Linked DNA regions of Zea mays: regions 2 and 3 are each linked to region 1. A link is a contact called in public Hi-C data. All regions are on one chromosome and are shown on one strand. The core of a region is the stretch at or near the end of the contact, and the rest is flanking DNA. Distances in the headings are between cores, read along the strand shown. Region 1 holds the start of LOC100282739 (ADP-ribosylation factor). Region 2 holds the start of LOC100383393 (Protein RETICULATA-RELATED 3 chloroplastic). Region 3 has its middle 35 kb from the start of LOC100501609.

The links. A called contact is a pair of places that touch in the nucleus more often than the background predicts.
Region 2: a Hi-C map of ear shows a contact between it and region 1, with 1.7 times the contacts expected there. The contact joins the promoter of LOC100383393 here to the promoter of LOC100282739 in region 1. A contact is called at or near these places in 3 of 25 Hi-C or Micro-C datasets (ear, leaf and tassel).
Region 3: a Hi-C map of leaf shows a contact between it and region 1, with 4 times the contacts expected there. The contact joins the enhancer-like site here to the promoter of LOC100282739 in region 1. A contact is called at or near these places in 2 of 25 Hi-C or Micro-C datasets (ear and leaf).

What each region holds. Positions count from the first base shown.
Region 1 is chr3:191,663,070-191,667,244 of Zm-B73-REFERENCE-NAM-5.0, forward strand. LOC100282739 (ADP-ribosylation factor) reads right to left here and starts at 2,365. Exons shown (of 7, transcript NM_001412185.1): 1 at 2,066-2,365; 2 at 1,662-1,827; 3 at 1,137-1,207; 4 at 862-981; 5 at 461-579; 6 at 54-135. The coding sequence starts at 1,809.
Region 2 is chr3:191,864,748-191,868,922 of Zm-B73-REFERENCE-NAM-5.0, forward strand. It overlaps LOC100383393 (Protein RETICULATA-RELATED 3 chloroplastic), which reads left to right and starts at 2,282. Exons shown (of 1, transcript NM_001176048.2): 1 at 2,282-3,663. The coding sequence starts at 2,347. The coding sequence ends at 3,375. It overlaps LOC100277449 (14 kDa zinc-binding protein-like), which reads left to right. Exons shown (of 5, transcript NM_001364796.1): 5 at 1-228.
Region 3 is chr3:191,812,158-191,816,332 of Zm-B73-REFERENCE-NAM-5.0, forward strand. No RefSeq gene overlaps it. Among protein-coding and RNA genes, the nearest start is that of LOC100501609, 35 kb to the right of the region's middle. Within about 2 kb of position 1,809, at least 19 of the 20 cell types and tissues checked have an H3K27ac peak or open chromatin away from gene starts, as enhancers often do. A contact at or near this core is called in ear and leaf, where this site is marked.

The sequences.
Region 1 (4,175 bases), core at 1,115-3,614:
ATTTCACATATTCAGCATAAGCACACAAGACATCAGCATGCAGCTGATGTTACCTTGTTGGCGATGTTGTTGGAAAGCCAATCAAGCCCCTCATACAACCCTTCACCAGATGTAGCACAAGTGCTCTGGATGTACCTGCAACCAGGGAACAGACACATTAACATGTATACATCTGCTAAATATCAAAGGCAATTGTGACGTTGGCAATTATTCAAGACAAGACAGTTGCAGAATGGAGATAAAGATTCAGCTCAATCACAGTATTTAAAGCGGTGCAGATTAATGCATAATTCATACTGTCACATCATGAAGATTGATGACTAAAACAAGTGGTTCAAAGATACGCTCCTCGCAAATATGTGCAGTGTAGATAACTAGATACACTAACAAATATCAGAATGTCAAGCAACCATGATTCAGATACAGGGAGATAAAAGTGTATGAAAATAAAACTTCTTACCAGTGCCGCTGGCGAAGAGAATGCAGACCAAGCTTGTCAGTAATTTCAGCAGCATTCATAGCATTGGGAAGATCTTGTTTGTTTGCAAATACAAGCAGCACGGCATCACGCAGCTCATCCTACAAAATGGAAAGATTTATATCATTAGGAATTAAGTCAGTACAATACATGTATAGGGACTGAGAGTTAGCACTGTGAAATGGCGCTGTTTGATATTTAGCACCCCTATGCATGTCTCATAAGCTGCTCTGACGGCTTTAAAATACTTTGTTGGCAAGTCAACTTATACAGTATCCAAATTCATGATTGTAATATTGCTGAAATAAAAACTACTCATAGAGAAAGGATATTGCAGAATGGAACTTTTTTTTGGAACTACTAAAATAACACTACTATATTACCTCATTCAGCATCCTGTGGAGCTCATCTCTAGCCTCAACAACACGTTCCCTATCATTGCTGTCTACAACAAAAATAAGTCCCTGCGTGTTCTGAAAGTAGTGCCTCCACAGGGGCCTGATCTGTTTGACATAAAGAATAAAGAAACCGTAATTTCTTGGTAAAGTTTATCACAACAGGATAGTGCTATGGATTTTGAGATAGAACACATTTGCAAAGAGTTGATACCATGGTGGTACTTCAGAGATATAACTGAATTTTAAGCACATATGCTCACCTTGTCCTGGCCACCAACATCCCAAACGGTGAAGCTAATGTTCTTGTACTCAACAGTTTCAACATTGAATCCTGCAAAAGTCCAAGATAGCCAATCCTATCAATGGGACTACAGTATAGTTCCATACCATGACTCCAAGTGTTGGTACCAAATGTATATATCATATTTATACCAAGTTCCAGTATATACAGAATGCTCCTAAAAAGATGGCATATCATTCAGAAGCCCATTTTTGTCATGTACTCAAGCCACTATCCCAACAATACATTTTTACACGAAACTAATGTAACACAGAAGGGCAATATTCAGGAAGCAGGATATAATTTTGTCAACTTTTATAGCTCAAACCATTATAACCAGATTAGACTACAGATCATTTTTCACGAACTAATAGTGAATATACACCCGAATGCATAGCACTACCTTCGACTGTGCATTTCAGAAATTGCATGCACCGAACAGTTCACTAGCAATTTCCCACAGTATATTTTAGATGCAAAGCAGAACGGTGGGGAAAAGGCTTACCAATGGTGGGGATGGTGGTGACGATCTCGCCGAGCTTGAGCTTATAGAGGATGGTGGTCTTACCGGCGGCATCGAGCCCGACCATGAGAATCCTCATCTCCTTCTTGGCGAAGAGGCGGCTGAACAGCTTCCCAAAGGAGAGCCCCATCTCTTCCTCAATGAAATCCTACGAGATCCAGAGCGAGGCGCGGGATCGAATCGGATTCGCATGAGAAAGCAGAGACAAGCGAACGAACATATTGGCCAACATTAGCGTCCAATCTAAGCTAATCATGTCGTAGCCGTAGGACGGTAGGAGAGAAAAATACCGCTCGATTGGACGATCGAGACAATCAGATCCGCGCGGGCGCGGGGCGGAATTGTTGACACTACGAAGGAAGAGGCGCTTGACTGGGAGCACTCACCGCGACGGTGGTGAACGCCTTCCTCAGCCGCCGCGAGCTCCCTCCCCCTGGACTCTGAGCCGCTGGGCTTCCGCGATCTGCGCGCTCGGATCGGCGGAAACGGGAGCGCGTGGTGCGGTGGTAGTGGGGCGAGCGAGTGAGCGCTAGGCGAGGCTATTGGCCTTGGCCGCGGTGCGGTGGTGCGGTGCGGCGGTGCGGTGCGGGACTGCGAAGGATTGTCGGTTGTCGCGTGGCGGGCTGAGACCGTCCGCAGCGTTTACCCAATTAACATTTTTTTGCGTCCAGGAATTCCAGCATTTCGTATCTACTTTTTTTATCTCCGGTTCCCTCTATATACCCCCTATATTCCAATATAACAATAAAATATCATTATCTAACTATATTCATCTTTATTACTATTTTTCAATTATTAAATATGGAAGCACTGTGCAAGGGGTACTATAGTGCTCCCCTTGATCTGAGGACGGCGGTGGCCTCCCCTTGCGATATAGCGCGTAGAGGGCCATTTGGAGGCCGACGTTGCTCACGTAGAGGCCCCCTAAGCATGCACACCGGAAAGGGAGAGGGCACCGCGTGGCTGCCGCTGCAGGCAGCCTGAGGTGCGCTCGCGCGGGACCCGACTGAGTCAACCCGCATCGGCATGGAGCCAACGTCATCCCCTAGTGATGGCAATGGGTAAGTGTACGGGTAACTGTGGAAAATTATCCATTGGATATGGGTATGGTGAAATTTGGTATTTGTAGATACGGTTTGGATATAATAAGGTATCCACATATAATTTTTTCGCGGGCCAGTATCCATACCTGTTATCCAACATATATTTGACATGTGGACCATACGAATTTAATATATTATCATAAATTCTTATTTTTCAATTTTTATCCATGACATGTTGTTCGGTGCTGAAATTATCATTTGATGTTGTCGGTGTTTGTTGCCCGACCGCACACCTCGGGGTTACCCTCGTGGTGCTTTTGAGTAGGACGGCGACGTTTATTGTGACTCGATGGTTCGTGCAGTAGCACGATGAGAGAAACACACAAGCTTGAGCAGTTTCGGGCCGCTCGAGAGGCATAATACCCTACGTCATGTGATGGTTTTCTATATTGAGGTGAGTTTACAAGTTGTGGCTATGAGAATGGTGGGCTGAGTATGAGATGAAAATGGTAAGGGTGCCTCCTAGCCTTATATATACACGATCAGATAAAGCCTCCCCGCACAGATGTTGATCGCAATCTCTTTGCTTATCACCTGATTTGTAGCGAACAATCTTCCTTTATCCTGAGAAAATCTTGCGCTCTCACGCCCGAGTTATCGCCGACGGTTTAGTCTGTAGGGTGGACGCAACAAACCCTACCCGACATACCGCGCTCCTACAACAGCTAACTCGGACGTGGGCCTCTTTCGTATCAGAACTGGCTTGCCTCTGCTGGTTTCCTTTATCCGGCTCACCACAAAACGCCCCAGGAGGGCGCCTGCTGGGTGGCCCCATACGTGTTTTCATACTCATGTGGACCCGGGGATATCCATCCCCCACAAGCCCCCGATCTTTGAATTGATTTTGAGTAATCAATCCAAAGGTCTTCTCTGCTTACTTTTGAGTTTAGTGTTTTTCTCTAAGATTTCATGACTCCGTTGGGTGTAGCTCCCGAGCTTTGAATTGATTTAAAATAATCAACTCAAAGGTCTTCACTGCTCGCTTTTGAGTTTAGTGTTCTTCTCTGTGATTTCCTGAGTCCGTTGGGTGCACCGAAGGTGCACCCAATGGGTGTAGCCCCCCGAGCTTTGAATTGATTTGAAATAATCAACTCAAAGGTCTCCATTGCTCGCTTTTGGCTTTAGCGTTCTTCTCTGAGATTTCCTGAGTCCGTTGGGTGCACCGAAGGTGCACCTAATGGGTGTAGCGCCCGAGCTTTGAATTGATTTGAAATAATCAACTCAAATGTCTTCATTGCTCGCTTTTGAGTTTACTGTTCTTCTCTGAGATTTCCTGAGAAGGTGCACCCAATGGGTGTAGCCCACCGAGCATTGAATTGATTTTGAGTCATCAACTCAAAGATCTTCTCATCCTTATTTCAAAAGATTTTGGAGTAGTTTAGCGGTGACATCT
Region 2 (4,175 bases), core at 1,032-3,531, 200 kb after region 1:
AAGTGTGGCGCAGTTAGCCACGAACCAAACAGACCCTAAGACTCAAGCAATGACTTCGTAAGGCATGTGTTGTTCACTCGTTAGAATTTCATAATATGCTGTCATTTGCAGTTTGCTATTAGGGTTGCACAAATAGTCATCGGTAGACGCTGTCCCAATGATTTTGTGTACGGAGCTCAAATAGTATAAAAAGTTTTCATTTCGTAACATTATCTGTTTCTCAGTTAATACCTGCCTGGTACCATGTTTTCTCTTACCACATCTAAGGTCGTGTTTAAATACATTAGAGCTAATAGTTTACTGCTAAAATTAGCTGAAGACATTTGAATAGTCTAGCTAATAGTTCAATTACTAGTTACTTTTAGTAAATTAGATATTCGTTAGCTAGCTAATTCCACAACTATTTTTTAGTTAACTAACTATTAACTCTAATACATTCAAACATCGCATCTCTAAAAGAAGCTAAAAGAAACACACTCGCCTCAATCATGCGACTGTCTACAGACCATAGTAGAGCCAAAACCAAAACCGGAAAAACCCATCTCTCTCTCTCTTCGGATTTATCGGGACCACGTCTTCTGACAAGTTGAAACTCAGCCGTTTCGAAAGGAACAACGAACATAATCAGCAACATGAGATGCTCCAACCGGGCCGAGCCATGCAAAATCCAACATGAAAACACTTCGGCCTGAGCCCGTCCCAAAATCACGGCCCGAGTCTGCCCGTGGCCCGACCCGACGGCCCACGGGCCGACCCGATGACCCGACTGGCAACAGTGTGCATGTCTGCAGAGTGCAGACTGGAGGGTACACGGCTAAATGCCATCAAGTAATATAATCTTGATTTTACTATAGCTCAGAAACCGTTTAACAGTAGCAGCACCCATCTCTTCATAGGTGGACAGGTCGCGAGGACGCAGCAGAGGCGGAGCCGCGGAGCGCACCGATGAGGCGATGACCGACCCCCACCTCAAAAGCTCTCCATTGCTCCCACGTATCGTTCAAATTTATAATGTTCCCTTTGGTTTTCGACAACGCACTGTTTTTCAAGTGTTGGGCATGTTCCCTTTGGTTTCAAAATTAAAACACGCATATCGTTTTTGAAACACTCGACAACACACTGTTTCTCAAACGTTGGACTGCAGGTTTTGGACTGCTGATATCCGGGTGCCCTCACTGTACACGTGCTTGTCAAATACCTGAAACTCTAGGAAGTAGTTGATGATTTTATCTTGCAGCCTGCTGTTTCAGATCATCACACATATGGAACCTAACAGATTCAGGATTGTACGACGCCTTCTTTTTGTGTTTAGTTAAGTTTGCACCTTGAAAAAGGATTTGGAAAACATGGACCCCTCTTCGATGCAAGTTCTTTATTTGGTTAGCAATCAAGAACATGTGTTAGACAGCAGATTGCCTAGCGAAGCATGGGCTATCGCACCACTGTCTTTGCCTCCTCTGTGATCAAGATGCGGAGAATATGCAACACATTCTTGTGTCTTCTCCCGGGAGGTTTGGACCAAAATCCTTATATGTGTTGGTCTGCAGGCAGTTGCTCTCTAACCTAATGTGCGATCTTTCTCTGCCTAGTGGTGATGGGCAGCCAACAGTTTGCCAAAGGAGAAGAGGAAAGGGTTTAATCTCCTAGCCATTCTTGTGGTCTGGACTCTTTGGAAGCATAGGAATGCATGTATGTTTGAGGGTCTTAATCCTAGTGTCTCTTTAGTCTGCCAAGAAGTTGGTAAGGAGACCGAGCTTTGTTGTCTTGCTGGTAATACGACACTCAAGGAGCTACTCGGTGAGGCGCGTAGGCTGGACACCTAAATTTGTCATATAGGGTTGTTTGTTTGTCATTGTGTGGTGCGCTTGTTCTCTAGAGTGTTGGTGTGGTGAGAGGTAGTCTACATGCCTCCCTTATGTGATGTGTTGTTTTCTTTCTTTCTTAATAAAATTGTTTTCTTTCTTTTTTAATAAAATGACGCGTAGCTCTCGTGCGTCGTTCGAGAAAAAATAAGCGTTTTTTCTAAGTTAACTAAAAACATAGAAAATAATATCAAAATTTATATTTTGATATAAATTTATTATAAAAGTATATCAGTACATAAATATAATAAAATATATTATAAATATTAGTATATATAATTAATTAAATTTTGATTATTTGAGAAACGATATGTATATTTATTTTAGCATGGAGTGAATATTCCACTCCCACTGAGCAACTCAAAAAGGCCAAAACCCTTCCCCAGGGGCCGTCTCGCTAGTCGCTACTCACTGTACCGCACCGCCGCCGCCGTCTCGCACACGGGGCACAGGACGCGCGCGATCCCCTCGAGTCCGGATTGCCATGGCCACCACGGCGTTCGCCGCCGCCAGGTTCTTCCCCGCCCACCTCGACTCCTCCCCACGCATCGCGCCCCACCGCGTCGGGCCCACCGCGAATCTCTCCTTCTCACCGCTTTCCGCCAACTCCTCGTCCCTGCGCCGCCTCCATTCCCCCTGCCCATCCGGCCCCGGGGGTAGGCTGCCCCCGCCGCCGCGATCGTACGGCGGCGCCGGCGGATCTGGCGACGCCGCGAACTCCGGTGGCGGCGAAGGCCGCCGCGGAGGCATCCTCGGGCTCCTCCTCGCCGGGTGGGCCGCCCGCGTCGCTGCGGACCCGCAGTTCCCTTTCAAGGTGCTCATGGAGGAGCTCGTCGGCGTCACCGCTTGCGTGCTTGGCGACATGGCCTCCCGCCCTAACTTCGGCCTCAACGAGTTGGACTTCGTCTTCTCCACGCTCGTCGTCGGATCCATCCTCAACTTCGTCCTCATGTACCTCCTCGCCCCCACCGCCGGCGTCGCCGCCGCCGCGTCGTCCGCCGCGTCCGCGCTCCCCAGCCACATGTTCGAGCCCGGCGCGTACTCCCTCGGCTCCCGCGTCGCCACGATCATGTCCAAGGGCGCCACCTTCGCGGTGGTCGGGTTCGCGGCCGGGCTCACCGGAACCGCGATCTCCAACGGGCTGATCGCGATGCGGAAGCGCATGGACCCGGCGTTCGAGACGCCCAACAAGCCGCCGCCCACGCTGCTCAACGCGGCCACCTGGGCGCTCCACATGGGTGTCAGCAGCAACCTGCGGTACCAGACGCTGAATGGGATCGAGTACCTGCTCGGCAAGGTCGCACCGGCGCCGGTGTTCAAGGTGTCCGTTGTTGCTCTCCGCTGCATGAACAACGTGCTGGGTGGGATGTCCTTCGTGCTGCTTGCCAGGCTGACCGGGGCGCAGAAATCAGACAAGCCAGCGACGGTCGCGGAAGAGAAGGAGAGGTTGATAGCTGTGGGCAATGCCGCAGCAGATGCCATCAACGAGGCGAGGCATGGAGAGGGTAAGTAGGTGGTAGAGGAGAGAGACGAGTAAGTTGATGGTGCATCATCTCAGACTCGTTTGCTGGTTCTTGGACATAGACCAAGAAACTCACCTAGTCACCTGTAGAGTTGGTTGGAATAAGGAGTGGAGTGAGGTTCAGAACTTCTTTTTTAAAAAACTCTGTTTGTGGTTTATCGGTGTTGATGATGACATGCTTAGTGATGGTAGAATAAAGTTTTTTTTTCCTCTCATGCTCATTTGATCGTTGACTCGATGGGTAGCCTGTTTGTTAAATACCTTCAGTTTTTGCATGCAGTATATATGATTCTGAATGGTACTATGATGTACAGATGAGAGGACTCAGTGACCCAAAGGGGATTTGTTGATGATCTAGTTAATCTTGCACTCGATTATAACAAGTTTGTACAGGACAATATCAATTTCTATTGTAGTATCTCATTACGGTCGGACTTAACCAAACATAGTATAATGTTATTGGTTACCATTCACATTATAAACATGTGAACCAAATAGTACTCTAGTGTTTTCTTAAGTGCGTGAATGGCTTGTGCTTACCTAATAATCAAGATTCCAGTATTGAATGTCTTACTGATGCAAATAAGGCCACAGGGCCATGCTAGAACAATGCATGGGTCTAAGATGTCTGTTGGAAGTTGGAACTACATTTAGGTCTTACTGCTACATTTCATTGTTACTGTCATGCTTAAGATCAAGTTGGGAAAAAATATTTAAGGGCTTGTTCGGTTCGCTCTCGATCCATATGGATTGAGTGGGAGTGGGAGTGAGAGTGGGATTGGATAAGTTTA
Region 3 (4,175 bases), core at 559-3,058, 150 kb after region 1:
ATTTATCTCTAAAGTTGAGGATAAATTAAGGGGGAGAAGGTCGCATATAACTAATTATGTTGTCTTGTTTTGATACCTTTCACGAATCAAAACAAGTGATCAACACGCCTCTTTTTGTCTGCTGTGCCACCGCGTATGCCCTTTTTTTTATCATCGGCGTGCACCGGCGATCGTGAGAGCAGGTCTTCGAAATCGTCGTTCCAGCGACCATGCACTGCAAGGTGAATAAGGTTTTCGGGAAGCATTCTGCATGATTGCTCGATCGCTTACTCGTCATCTTCAACCTCGTCCGTCTGCTCGTTGTGTGGGCGTTTCACATCGTCCTTAAGAACGAGACACTGTTGAACGACATCGACGTCGTTACCCTATTATCAGCTAGGAACAAACGTACAACCATGTCCTTATCATGTGTTTCATATTATTCTATCTAATTTGTTAAGATATGGATCTGGTAATTCAAGTTTTACTCTTATAATTGCATGATGTGTATATTTAGATCTATTCAATTTCTGTACACGTTTATCGTTATGATCGTATGCTCTCTTTTCGGATTAAATTAAAACCAAATGTGCAAGTGCAACATGCTGCCCACTGGGTTCGTCGTTCGAGTACAGGGGTAGGAGGCGAAAGGCTTCACGCCTCAAGCTGACATGTGTACCTGTGTTGTGGACAAAAGACACGATTGTGATGCATGGCATATCATGTACAGTATAATCGTGTTATTTGTTCTACAGCCGTATAAGAAGAATCACTATCTTCGCCTCTTTTCGGGCTGCTCTTTTGCGATCTCTTGCTGGAATTGGATGCATCTACATACTACATTACTACATATGGTTATAGGTGTCCGAAAGGAAAAGTTGGTTGCTGCTCAATCTTTGACGGATGCTGCTGCAATGAGGTGATACTCTCTCGAGCCCGGGGGCACATGTGAAATGCTCTCTTTCTCAATTCTGCGTATGCTTTGAGCCTTTGATAACCAGGGGTCGACACTGGCTGCACCACTCTGCAATGTGCAATGATAGGACGAGACGAGATGAGACGATCCCTCAAATAAGATTATTTGGTTCAGGGTCAATGGTTGAGACATGACTATCACAGTATTATCCCAGTTATCCCTCAAAATTGGAGGGACGAGAGAGGACATCAGAAGATGTCTCTGTCCTGGCTGTCCTGCAACCAAACGCACCCTTGCATTCCTTCTCCGGCTCTCTTCTTGACATGCATGCTGGTTGTTGTCTGCGGTCACCGCGTGCGGGCAACTATGTAGATTCTTTCCAGGTGAACATATTGATTGAGGTTCTGAAGATTATTGTAGAAAGAAGATCAGTATGGAGTTATTACGGTGTGACGACTATTAGAGGTGGTGGCTATAGTATAGAAATCTTTGTAAGCCATAGATGGAGGTTTAATACTAGATTAGAGGGTGTTTGATTCATTTTTTTTTTTGAATTATCTATCTTTTTTGTTTTATGGTGGATATTTATTTAATTTTCGATACCGTATGCAGAAGACTGCAAAAGGCTAAACATTTATGCTTTTAAGGCTAGTTTGGGAACCCCATTTTCTCATAGGATTTTCAAGAGAAATTAGTTAATTTTTGTTTGAAAAATAGAGTTTCTAAACTAGTCCTTATAATAAAAAAATTTGGCCTGCTCTCCAATGATAACACAAGATGCGCCGTGCAGAAGCCCAAAACTGCGCATATCACTTTCCTGGAGCCAGCAGCCCAGCACGAAGTTGGGCCTGCACCTGCAGGCTGCAGCCGAGCCCACGGTTCATCGGCACCTCTTCCCCGCCAGGCTGCACGTCCTCACTCGGATAGACCGACAGAGTCACAGAGCCTCCACTTGGAGTAGAGCACCCGGTCGATCGGTCCAAGGCCGACACTTGGCGAGCCGGGAGCGCCGAGTGCGGAAGCCGGCCGTGGTGGTTTCTGGTTTTGTGAGTGGTGACCACTTGGACGCTAGTGGACGCACGCGCATGGCGCATCCATCCGCCTGGCGCCTGCGCTGTGACCTGTGGGGTTGTCACTTGTCAGCTCGGCTGCTCACGTCGTCCAAGACGCGCGTCAAGTATCAACTCAAAGTCCAAGTCTTACTGGGCACCACCACATTATCTCAACTTCTCAAGTGAAGCAGAGCAGAGTGGTGCAGCCAGAGTGACACCGGACCAATTAATCATTCTGCCTGGCTGCACAGTGCTCTCAAGTGGCCGAGGTGCGAGGGGTTTTTTTTCCACCCAAATAAAGTTCAGTCTCATTCATATCGCTCCACTGCCGAAAGACGATGGAGCCTGTTAGGTACTGTAGCTAGGTACGGTGCCCGCCGCTGCCATCGAAGCATCCATGGCCACAAGCCGCCAGGAGCGGATCGAGGGCATGATGATGCCCTCACGTGCACAGGCACGCATGCTTTGCTTCCCCTTTCTCTAACACCTTGCTAGCTCTTGCATTGCATATACATCACACCACCACCTTGTTCTTGCCCGGTGCTCTAGCTAGCCAGTCATTCGTATTGCATTGGGCTTGTAAGCTTGTTTGTCTAAACAAATAAAGCAGCACGTGCCGGCCGAATTATTGCTAAGCTCGTTGGCTAAACATTATTATATTTTGGTTATTTGACCGGCCATATATAAGAAACAGGCCGGCCTTTAGCCCCTAGTATTTGGTTACCCTTCTCCTGTACTATCTATAACCAGATGCCTTTCTTGAGGAAGCAACTTCAGGCACCGCCGGCAAATGAACGGGCCACGGCCAGTGAAGTCAAGCAGGACTCTGCAGGAGTAGGAGTAGGCAGCAGCAAGCACTTGGCGCCTTGGGATATATAAAACGAGTTTTTGTTTAGACGGTCGACATCATTCTGCTACCAAGAGTTTTTCTTTACGGTTGAATGTTGCCACCACCTCGCTGTCAGCCTGTCACTCTCTCTATACATTATTATTGCCAATGGTCCACATGAGTACCTGACGCATAATTTAATAATACTCACAAGTCACAACTCGCTTGTCGGCTTGCCCAGTCTCCAATCTCCATCATTTCCCACGAGAAAGTTCCAAGAACATGCACCGATGAGTCAGCACTCAGCAGCTTTCGCTCGTGTATATGGTTATATAAAAAAACTATTTTATACTGTTTATGTAGTGAAGTTTAAAATAAGAGTTAAGATAGAGAATATAATGAGATAACTGCTCACACATTAACACACACGCATCTCTATTAACTGCTTAACAAATTGAGCTCAGTTTGCTTTTTTCCTTCTTCCGCAAATAGAGCCTTGTGATGCTGATGTACGGATCCTAGCTTTTGCTTAATTAATTAATACACGCAGTGCTCCTAGCTCTTACTATGGTCAGGAACGAATCCGAGAATCCATCACGCGGCTCCAGATCAGTAGTCTATTAGATGTATAAATGGCCAATAAACACGAGGCCCACGAGCCCGGCACGAAGCCCGCTGTTTTGGGAAACCGGCTCATAAGATATGCATGGATGTTTTCTTCTATTTTAACATTTTGGACCACGCTTGCACCACATGTTTTGTTTTTGCAAAATCTTTTGGAAATTATTTTCAAAGTTTTTTTGCAAATAGTCAAAGGTAAATGAATAAGATTTTGAGAAGCATTTTCAAGATTTGAAATTTTCTCTCCCTGTTTCAAATGCTTTTCCTTTGACTAAACAAAACTCTCCCTCAATGAAATTCTCCTCTAAGTGTTCAAGAGGGTTTTAGATATTAATTTTAAAAGGGGTCATATCAATTTGAAATTATATAAAAAATAAGATACTAATTGAAAAACTTCTTTAAATTCAAATTGAAAGACTACATTTTTGAAATTGGTGGTGGTGCGGTCCTTTTGCTTTGTGCTAATACTTTCTCCCCTTTGGCATGAATCGCCAAAAACGGATACTTGTGAGTGAAATATAAGCTCTTTTACTTTCTCTTCCCTTTGGCAAATAATATATGAGTGAAGATTATACCAATTTGGAGAGCGGTGCGGAGTGACGGCGAAGGATGAATAATTCGATGGAGTGGAGTGGAAGCCTTGTCTTCGTCGAAGAACTCCATTTCCCTTTCAATCTATGACTTAGCATGAAATACACTTGAAAACCACATTAGTCATAACAAAGAAAAGAGATATGATCAAAGATATATGAATGAGCTATGTGTGCAAGGTATCAAT